2 separate regions of the Mus musculus genome follow, and region 2 is linked to region 1. A link is a contact called in public promoter capture Hi-C data. All regions are on one chromosome and are shown on one strand. The core of a region is the stretch at or near the end of the contact, and the rest is flanking DNA. Distances in the headings are between cores, read along the strand shown.

Region 1 (5,267 bases), core at 1,614-4,113:
GGAATGAGTCGGTGGATGTGTGCAGATTACTGAAGGGACTCAGGAGCAGCTGCCTCAGCTGCAGGTTGGGAAGATGGATTGGAAGCCGCCTGTAAGAGATGAAATTGAAGATTACTGTTCATTTATGGCCGGGTTCTTTAGGATCTATGCTTAAGAAGAATCAGAAACAAAGCCAATTTATTTTCCTAATCTAGATTTTGCCAGAAGAAATAATAACTGGTTGGCAAAATGGCCAGGCTGCCTCAGGATTCAATGTTGTGCTGATGGGGCAGGGGCTGGGGTGTGTGTCTACTTAGAGGTGATCATCTGGTCTCCCAGTCTCTCAGGATCCTAGGGAGATTTTGACTGACAATTGTTACTCTGACACTCTCTGGCTGCGGCCAGCACAGATCTGCTAAAAATAAAGTAGGATGCAGACTCTTGTAGATAAGGGATATTGTTAGGTTTGCAAAGGAGTCTAGTCCATCACAAAGTAAGCTTGGGTTCCCTCAGGGTTTAAGAGTCATTAACCCGACTTCGAAGGGAAGATTCTGTTAACAGGAAGAAGCCATCCTTCCCCTTGGAGGCTTGGAGGAAGAGGCTACAATTGGGTCAATGTCACCAGGGGATGCTCACCGTGTAAGCTATTCTTCCTCTGAGATCTTGGATGTATGCGTCAAGGCTGAAGTTGTCTCGGCAGCTGCTCTGCTCCTGGCAAGATCTGCAACCAGTGCAATGCTTGCTTCTTGACTTCTGCTTCACCTGAACACACACAGTATCTGCTAGATACATCCTCGCTGGTCTTCTGAGGTCATGAAAGCAGTGCAGTTACACTCATACTACCATATTTCCTGCTGCCTTGTTTCTTCAGTTGACTTATTATTTGGTTCTCTGGACCTCCAAGTTTGAAATCTTCTCGGTCTCTACCCCTTCAGCTCTCTTTTGCACTGTACCCCTGAAAAGACAGAGGAACAGGCAAGAGGAACCTGCTAAATTTAAAAATGAAACAGAAGAGTGGCTGGTTCAGTAGCCGGGTAACTATGACACAGTGCATTCATTAAAGTCATGTGGCCGCTATCAAGTTCAAGTCCTGGAGGTTCCTTTGTAGAAGACCTTGGCAAAGGAGCAACAGAGAGAGTGAATTCAGAGCAGGACAGTTGAGATAGAAGAACACTGGGGATGGATAAAGCAAGGGCATTGTGCTTGTCTTGGGAGAAGACGCCGTGAGTTATACCAAGTCTACAAGACTCCAAGCACAGTCACAATGGTATACATAGAGAGCTGTCTGTGTTCTAGCGTGTAGTTAAGGAGCTTTGTGAAATCTTTTCTGCTAAGCCTTATTAAAACTCCAGTGCCTCACATTTAATAAGCCCTTGATAATGAGAATATAGCTCATGGCACAGTGGTTAGAGCTAACGCTGTGCAATCTAACAATCTGGAATCCAAGTTCTTCTTTGAGACTTTAGCTGTTGACTCTCAGGAGAGTTTTAGCCTTTCTGAGGCTTTGGTTTGCTATCTGCCTCGTGGAGACACAGTACCTCCTCCAGCTCCCACACACTGACCCAGGGAGCAAGAACGTTAGGGAGGAAGATGTCTGGGAGGCTCTAAGCATTGTGCCTGACACATGGCTAGTACTCCCTGAAAACGAGCTGCTGGCTTTGTTTCCATGCCTAGGGCACAGAGATCTCTGCGGATTCCCGAGAAATTTTCACTCAAAGCCCCACTTAGCTGCAATGTAAACATCATTTCAGAAAAGGAAAATAAGCAAGCACAGGATTAAATCAATTACCTCCCTAAATGCCCCTTGACAATTGCTTTTTTTTTTAATGCATTTTACCTGATATTCATAATGCACATAATGTGTTAGATCAAATTTACATATCAGCTATTCTTCAGTTCCTCTGACATCTCTCTCTGCCACGTTTCCTTCAAATTTCATTCTCTTTTTCTCTCTCTCCCTCCCTCTCTTTCCCTCCCTCTCTTTGTCCCTCTCAAAATTACCCACTGAATCTACTTAGTGCTGCCAACATTGCATGGGTGGGACCATCTACTAGAACACAGTAGTATTATTTGCTTCTAAAAGTATAAAGACTGCCAAAGTTTCCAGAGACTTAGAGAATATGCTATTGAACCTGGCCTAAGATGGGAGAAACCCTTGCATGCATTCATTCTCCCCAGAAACAGACATGAAGTGGTAGTGGCTCACCCACCCATTTGCTACAAGCCGGGATGCTGTGGCCACAGCTCTGTCTTCTATTATATCTAAGTGTGATTGACCCAGTCTCATGAGCTGCCAATGGGGGAAAAGACTTGGAGTCACTGTAGTCAATCACCATTGAGAACCTATTAGAAGAACAAGGTACCATGCAGCCTCTTGAAAGGCTAAGAGTGTAGAAATGGCCATTACAGAGGAAACTCCTTCCGCTTGGCTGACTGGGGCAGGGTCTATGGCTTTACAGCAATTGGTACAGATGCTGGGTGAGGAGGCACATTCATTTTGTGTTCAGTAAAACAACTTTTATTCATGGATGTGAATTGTTATCCCCTTGGGAAAGGTGAAGGTATAGAAACAGGTTGCAGTTTCTAGGGGAATCTAATTCTCTCTCTGTCTCTGTCTCTGTCTCTGTCTCTGTCTCTCTGTGCATGTGTGTGTGTGTGAGAGAGACAGAGACAGAGAGACAAAGAGACAGACAGAGACAGAGAGAGCATAATGATGAATCAGAGCTGTGGTATCCTAGGAAGTCCTAGGTAATTACCCAGCCTGAATTTCTCCTGGAGCTTCTGGATAGTGCCAGATGTGCTCAGGCCTCTGTGCACCACCCCACAGAGCAGGCATCCAGAGCCAACCTCCTCTTCCAGGCTGTTCCTCACGTCTGGGAACACATCAAAGGAGGCTTGATATTCATAACCGCTGTGAGTCATTTTCACATAGAGCTGCAGGGAGCTGCCTGCACTGCTGCTTGCTGTATTCAACCCTTTGTAGGAGCAGCTGAGCTAAACCAATCCCCTATTATGGGCGAGAGTAGAGCCCTCCTGGGAGACCTGATTTACCCCCCACACCCCTATGCTGAATATAAAAAGCTCTTTTTTTTAAATTTGAGAAATAGTTATTAAAACATCCTCAGTCTTGGACTAGGCAACTTCAGAGCCCACAGGAACAGCTCGGCAGGTTTCTTCCACAAGGGTGTGACCACCCCAGGCCCTGTTGTTGGTGTCAATGACATCTGAAGCCTCCGGGTTTGTTTCCTTCAGAGGACAAAGAATGTCAACAAGAGTCCAACCACAGCCACAATTCTTCTCTACTGGAAAACAAGTGTTGCCAGGTCCTGCTGAGTTGGCCTATTGTTGGAAACTGTATTCTGTGTGCCATCCTTTGAGGGCTGACAGAAGCTTGGGAAGGCAAAGCTGCAAGATGGTAGGAGCTGGAAGAGGACTCAGTCATCATCTAATCCCAGGACCTCAAGTTACACATCACAGATGAGGCATGAACAGGATACAGGCTGTTTAAGGTCACTCAGACAGGCAGAGTTTTTGGCATCTGGAGTCACTCTCAAGGGACTGGAAAGCAGTGGCAGGTCACCTTGGTGTCCATGGAGGGCTAAAGAGAGGAAAGGGATGAAGACCAGGAGAGATGAGGCTGTTTCTTAGTTCCATGCCCGAGTTCCTCTGTGTGGAAAGTGACTGAATTATTTACCTCAATATCACTGTTTTAATGAATGACTCCGAGAAGTCCTGGTAACCATGGGTTTTGTGGTTAGTGGAGGACAGTCCAGTTTCTCAACAGGCCAAAGAGGGGTGCCTAGATTTGTACCCTGTTCTCAGAAACCACCCAAGGCTTTTAAATACCCTGGCTTAGAAGAACTCAATAGGGTATTGTTGTACTGGGTAAATGGTGAAAAAAAGAAAGAAGGAAAGAAAGAAAGGAAGAAAGAAAGAGAGAAGGAAAGAAAAAAGAATTATAGAAATACAGAAAAGAAGCAGCCAAGTTGTCTGGCTTCAGACCTGGGACACACCACACAGCTGTGTCTTCCAGGCTGTGTTGTTTCTGCTGCCAGCAGGAGTGGACCCCTACTTTAGTTTTGGACAGCTTAGAAAGCAAGTCCCCATATGTAGGTGCATCCTAATGCATTCTGGTCATGCGATATCTTTTCCGTCTGCTACAGAAGCAAGCACAGTTTGCTCTTTAAAATGCCCAGAGCTCCTTTTCCCATTTGGGGATTGTGGTGAAAGGTCAGACCACTGAGCTTGTCTAGTGGTAATAGGGGTTCTAGATAAATGAACCCCCAAGGTCTGCCAAGGAGATGAGAGAGCAGCAGACACCCCAGGGGAGGAACGTGACAGCAGAAAGCTACACAGGGTCTCTCACCTTTTGCTAGTAATTTGCCCTGTACCTCTATTTGGAGATGCCTTGTAATCTCCAAGTCCACACCTCTCTGTCACTCTGTCACCCCCTTTCTCTTGTTATTACCTTGTCAACAATAGTAGCCACCAACTTAAAGGACAACTGCAGCAGGATGCAGTGAGTGACTGGGTAGCTGCCTCCTGTTTAATAAACAGAGAAAGATTGTTTTGCAGCATCTCTCCATATGCTGTGGCATCTGTAACTGGCATGTAAGGGACTCATTTTCCTCACATATCTCATTAAAGATGCAAAGCAAAATGGAGGGCTTCAAGCCCGGGCTCTCCAGGAGCCTGCCCGTACTTTACATTTCTTACCATCTGCTGCCATCTAGTGGTCCCCTGACTCTTCTTCATGGCAAGATCAGAATCAGAGGCAGTCTCAGCTTTGGAGAAACAGGCATAGGATATTAAGAACAATGAAGTAGAACAAAATGATAACCATGGCCTCCTCAGATCTCTTGTTATCAACTGATGCCCACCTGGGCCACCTTGGAACTGCCTCCCGGAGCCGGAGAGCCCCCCAATAGATTCCCTCACCGAACTGATTTTAAATGTTAATTATAAAAACTTAGCATACATACTTGGAAGATCTTGTGAGCCTCAAGGCAAATTCTTTGGCCGGGACCCTGAATCCCCTCCACTTCGTGCTAAATTCCTTATATATTGAGAAACCCCTTAGAGGTTGGGGAGAAAAAGGCTTAGAACAGAACGGGAACCCCATGTATCTTTCCTGCAGTCCATCCACTTACTTCCATAGAGAATCCCTGGAGGCTCAAGTTAGTCCAAGGCTAATGGTGCTCCAAGTACCACATTTCCTGAGGCTGACCTTGTCTGCTCCATTGTCTGTGTCGGCATCAGAGTGTGTCCTCAGCCTTGATCCATCGGCT
Region 2 (5,267 bases), core at 1,171-3,670, 1.0 Mb before region 1:
GCACTTTTTCCTGTTCTCCTTCCACATCATTTCCAGCCCCAGTTTCCTGCTCCACCCCCACCACCCCCCACCTCCATACTTTCTCTCTTTGGTGCCCAGAAATAGGAAAAAATTGTTCCTCCCAACCCTCACTCTCCCTCCCTCTCCTGAGAAAGGGGGGGGGGGTGCAGACAGAAAATCGAGAGAGGTGGAGTTTTTCCTCCAGAACCCTCTGCTCTGATTGGATTCCAGGCCTTCTCCCATCTCCTAGCAACCACATCCTCCCTCACCCCTTCCTCCCTCTGCCTTACTGCAGTACTGGCTGCTGCTGCCAATGTCTGCTGCTAAGGCCAGGCACCTTCTGCCTTGCCCACATGATACACTGAGGGATGGGGAGAGCGGCGGCGGTGGTGGTGGTGGGTGGGTGGAGGCACTGCCTGCTATCTTCAGAGTATGAGGGCAGGGCCCTGCATAGAAGCGAGGTCCTTCAGAGCCTGAAACAAGGGTGTGTTCCTCTGCTCTCACCTGTGTGGGGAGGTGTCTGGGACCCTTCAGCTTTGCTGATAAAGCCAGAGCAGGGAGGTGGGACCTATGCTTGCCTTCCGGGACTGAATCTGCTTCACTCTCTGTCTCTTTAGGGAGCTGCCAACCCCCTGGTGGTGGGAGCCGTGGCCTTGCTGGACCTCAGCCTGGCCTTCCTGTTCTCCCAGCTCCTCACCTGAGGCAACATCCTGGCTTCCTTCGGGTTCTGGCTGCCTGCCTCTGCACCCACTCTGACCTTCGACCTGCCTTCTCTTCTCTCCTCCTCCACCCACTTGTGTTTTCCCCTATCTCCGGGGCCCCTTTCTTTTGGTCTCTCGCTTCTTCCTTCCCTCTATTCTTTGAGATGGTCTCATTTATTCTGGACCCGTCTCTGGTCTTCCTGGTTTTTCTTTCCCACCCTGACCCCTTCTCTCTCTAGATTGTTTACATATGAAGGGCTGTTCTCTCTCAGAGTTGCTCTCTCCTCTGAGATACACAAATCTAAGTCAGACCATTGCCCCCCCCCATGTCCTCCCCAACCTTTTCTTTGAATCAAAACTTCACCAAGGGTGGGGGTTTGGTGTCCTGAGGAATCTCCTGGAATCTGAGTGGAGGGGAGAAAGGAAATGCATAAGAAGTGATTGGGTGGCCAGACAAGGCACTGCCTGAGCCACTTGGGGCTCACTGGCCCCAAGGGAAAGCTGCAGGAAAAGTACCCTCCACTCTTACCTCCCAGAACCTACCTAAGTTCTTGCCTACTTTGATCTTCCCTGAGGGAGAAAAGGGGAGCGAACAACAGGAAACTCCCCGTGCTCCCTCTCCTGCCCTCCTCAACCAGTCCCTCTCCCAACCACCAAGGATGGCACGCCAAGCCAAGAGTATTGAGAAAAGCAACGAAAAACCATCTGGTGCAACCAAGCCCGCCCCTCTTCAGATTCTGCCACTCACCTCTCTACCCTTCTCTGCCCCCCTGAAAATTTATTTGGTTGGTCTGGACTCACTTGTGGCCTTTGATTAAATTCCTAAGGGGACTGAAGAAGACATTTCTGCAGAGGGTTAGAGGCGCTGCAGCAAGCGAGGACCCCAGTCCTCAGCTCTGACAGTTGTGGGGCGAACACGTTGAGGGCTGAAGGGCAGCAGATGCTGTCACAAGTCTAGTTTCTAACCCCTCGCGTAGACTCCTGCGAGATGGGAGCTAACGGGGAATCAGAGGAAGCCGCTGCCCCACACAGGGCAGGGCAGAGGTGGGTGTCAACCCCGGACGAGAGTTGGGGGGAGAGCCTGTTTGAGATTATGGCTGATCCCTGGGACTAACTTTCCCTCTGGGGACAGAAAGCTGTACAAGAGGGGACTGTGGAACCCCGGGGGACTTTCCTACCCTGCATGAGGCAGAGGCAAGCTGCCTGCCAATCAATCCCTTCCTCAAGGAATGGCCTTGCCCAGGAATGCCCACCACACACACACTCTTCTTATTTTTCTAGTCAACCTCTGTTTACTCCCTGGCCTGCCTTCCTCCTGCCTCCCTTCCTTCCTTCCTTCTCAATCTTTACTTCTGATTTCTATTTCATGGAATTTGGGATTGAAGTTATACAACAGTGCCGCCAACATCAAGTCTTGCAGGAAAAAAAAAATAACAAAGAAATTTAACAAAAAAAAGTATATTAATAAAAAAGTTCCAAAAAGGGGGGGACTGTCATCTCCTTTGGGGTGCGATGGCTTCTGACTCAAGCTCTCTGAGTGCCACCTGGTGGGGTGGATGAAAAGTGAGGCCCCTGGGGGAGCCACAATCATGGAACAATTCTAGGCTCCTTTACCAAAGTGCCAGAGACAGGCCAGAGGTCAGAAATGTCAAGACGACTCAGCAGGGAGGCCCTAGAGGGGCGGGGTCCCGTGATAGAGGCGGGGAAGAGGGAAGGGCCCCGAACCGAGCACCAACCCCAGCTCTGTCCCATACCAGGAAGTGCTGGGTGGGGGGTAGAGGAGCAAAGTTGACACCGAAGCCAGGTGAGCTTGGGACTGGGAAACTAGTGCCTTCTGAAGTGGGAATGGGGGCAAGAAATCTCGCGAAGGGAATAGTACAGAGAACCAGAAGGAAAACTAGAGAGGAGAAACTGGTCCGGGAAGAAGAGCGAGAAATAGACTGGTCTGTAGCGCAGGCTCAGTAGAAACAGCCACAGGGTGGAGCAAGGACGCATGCGTAGTGGGGATGTCCTTGCGAGGCGGGAGGGTGGCCCCCGGGTACATGTGGGAGGTAAAAGTGGGCACAGTTTTAGGGCGGCGGTGGGACGCAATCCCTTCGAGATCTTGGCACAAGGCAATTCTATCCAACCGGCTAGAACGTGTTGAAATAAAGTCTTTTCAACTCCCGGGCTCTGTCCCCAGGATGGTGGTGCATTCGTTGAGACTTCAGGACCTAATCGAAGAGATTCGCGGGGCCAAGACGCAGGCCCAGGAACGGGAGGTGATCCAGAAGGAGTGCGCCCAAATTCGGGCCTCCTTCCGCGATGGGGATCCCCTGCAGAGGCATCGCCAGCTGGCCAAACTGCTCTACGTCCACATGTTGGGCTACCCCGCCCACTTTGGACAGGTACTGGCCTGGGATGGCTACAAATTTTGAGGAAGATGGCCAGTGCGCCCCTTTGTGTTTGTACCCAGGCTGTGGTTTTTGTTTTTTTGTTTTTGTTTTTGTTTTTTTCCTCCAGTTTTTTTGTTTCGAAACAGGTTCTCTATAGCCCGGACTGGGAACTCGAGAAAACCCTGCCTCCGTTTCAGTGTAGGGACTTTCAGGCATGCCCCGCCCTACCCAGCTAAATCCTTTAGTTTCTGAACCTTTTATCACCCTACTAGTGATTTCTTGCCAGCCCCGTTCAGCACCTCCCCATCCCCTTTCCAGACTCCACTCCTACACAGGTCCCTGAAACCTGCCTGCTGTCATCTGGATCCACACTTAAGCTTCTGGTTACAGAGAGAGTGATGAAATATGATCCCTCACAAGTTAATCTGGCCTAAAGGAGATTGTAGCCCGGAAGTTAGTGCCCTGTGGTTTCACACTGCCCTCCTGGTCTGCCTCCTTCCCTATAGATGGAGTGCCTGAAACTGATCGCCTCCCCCAGATTCACAGACAAGAGGGTGGGCTACCTTGGGGCCATGCTTCTATTGGATGAGAGGCACGATTCCCATCTGCTCATCACCAACAGCATCAAGAAGTGAGAGGGTTCTGGGGCACTTGAAATCAGGGCGCTGGGAGAGGGGGAACTGCAAAATTCCAGCGGGCTACCTGCTATCAGTACTGCAACAAACTGGTTTTCTCAGACTTGACTGACCATCCTTCCAACCTTACAGTGACCTGAGCCAAGGGAACCAGCCAGTTCAAGGCCTGGCCCTGTGTACTCTGAGTACCATGGGCTCTGCTGAGATGTGCCGGGACCTAGCCCCTGAGGTGGAAAAGCTGCTTCTGCAGCCCAGTCCCTATGTGCGGAAGAAGGTGAGATGTGGGCGGTTACCTCTCCAGAACTTGTTCCACCGTGTGGAAGAGGTGTGGACTCTAACTTGGTGGCCCTTTCTGAGGCCCTTGACTTCTGCAGGCTATTTTGACTGCAGTGCACATGATCCGGAAGGACCCTGAGCTCTCCGGCATCTTCCTCCCACCTTGTACCAAACTGCTTCGTGAGCGTCATCATGGTAAGGGCCCAGGGATGTCCGCTGTCCACTTCCGGTCTGGCTATTAATAGATGAAATGAAAAGCAAATCAAGAAACCCAGCTCGTCGGCTAAGGGCGGTGCACACATACAAACACACGTGTAGTAGTGTCCCATGGCCTGGCCCACCATTCACTGCCCCACCCTGACCCCAGGCATCCAGCTGGGCACAGTCACGCTGATCACGGAGCTCTGTGAAAGAAACCCTGCAGCCCTCAGGCACTTTCGCAAGGTGGGCTAGCGAAGGGGCGGGGCCGTGGGGCAGGCAGAGGTGGATGGTGGGCGCGCAATTGGGGCTGATGGTTGAGAAGAGACGGGGAGAGCCCAGACAAAGCTGGATGCGCCCTTCTTCCAGGTAGTGCCGCAGCTGGTACAGATCCTCCGGACTCTGGTGACTACAGGATACTCCACGGAGCACAGCATCTCTGGAGTCAGCGACCCCTTCTTGCAGGTGGGCTGAGCCTTACTTGCTGTGTTCCCAGAACAAAGAAGGCTTCCCAGGAAGACCATGGCCAGTGGTCACTTCCCATTTTGGCCCAGTCCTTGTAAGAAGGGAGCAAACTCAGGATTGCTCTAGTCATCGTAAGACTGGGGAAATGAAAGGTGGCTACAAGAAAGTCCAGTTTGGTAGCCATATAAAAAAGCCTATTCCAAAGCCCGGTATGGTGGCAGAGGCAGGTGAATTATGTGAGGCAGAGACCTGGTCTAGAGAGTGAGTCCAGTACAGCCACAGCTACAGAGAGAAAAACCCTCCTGTTCTAAACTCCCCTGACTCTATGTAACTCTGACCTCCTCCCATCCAAGGGACCTGTGGAGGTAAAAGGGAGTCAGACCCATTGCAGTGTTGTCTACAATGCTAGGTCTTTTTGCCTCGGACCCACGACCCTACCCTATGAACCACTCTGATCCAATCTCTTTCAGGTCCAGATACTCCGCCTACTTCGGATCCTGGGACGGAACCATGAAGAAAGTAGCGAGACCATGAACGACTTGCTGGCCCAGGTAGGAGGCACACCTTAGGCCTTGTGGTTTCTTAGCCTCCATCAGCCCTGGACATTCCTCACATGA

Evidence for each region. Promoter capture Hi-C pulls out the DNA fragments that hold promoters and counts their contacts.
Region 2: a promoter capture Hi-C map of pre-B cells shows a contact between it and region 1, with 3 times the contacts expected there. The contact joins the promoter of Ap1g2 here to the enhancer-like site in region 1. A contact is called at or near these places in 2 of 39 promoter capture datasets (the 3T3-L1 cell line and pre-B cells), 1 of 484 Hi-C or Micro-C datasets (B cells) and 1 of 115 datasets of contacts at active chromatin or transcription factors (large pre-B cells).

What each region holds. Positions count from the first base shown.
Region 1 is chr14:54,059,412-54,064,678 of GRCm38.p6, reverse strand. It overlaps Tcra and Tcrd. Among named protein-coding and RNA genes, the nearest start is that of Gm30275, 64 kb to the left of the region's middle. Within about 2 kb of position 2,863, at least 57 of the 459 cell types and tissues checked have an H3K27ac peak or open chromatin away from gene starts, as enhancers often do. A contact at or near this core is called in pre-B cells, where this site is marked.
Region 2 is chr14:55,103,746-55,109,012 of GRCm38.p6, reverse strand. Ap1g2 (adaptor protein complex AP-1, gamma 2 subunit) reads left to right here and starts at 2,420. Exons shown (of 22, transcript NM_007455.5): 1 at 2,420-2,505; 2 at 2,884-3,088; 3 at 3,583-3,707; 4 at 3,844-3,985; 5 at 4,086-4,182; 6 at 4,355-4,431; 7 at 4,555-4,650; 8 at 5,121-5,201. The coding sequence starts at 2,885. Jph4 (junctophilin 4) reads left to right here. Exons shown (of 6, transcript NM_177049.5): 6 at 618-2,187. The coding sequence ends at 701.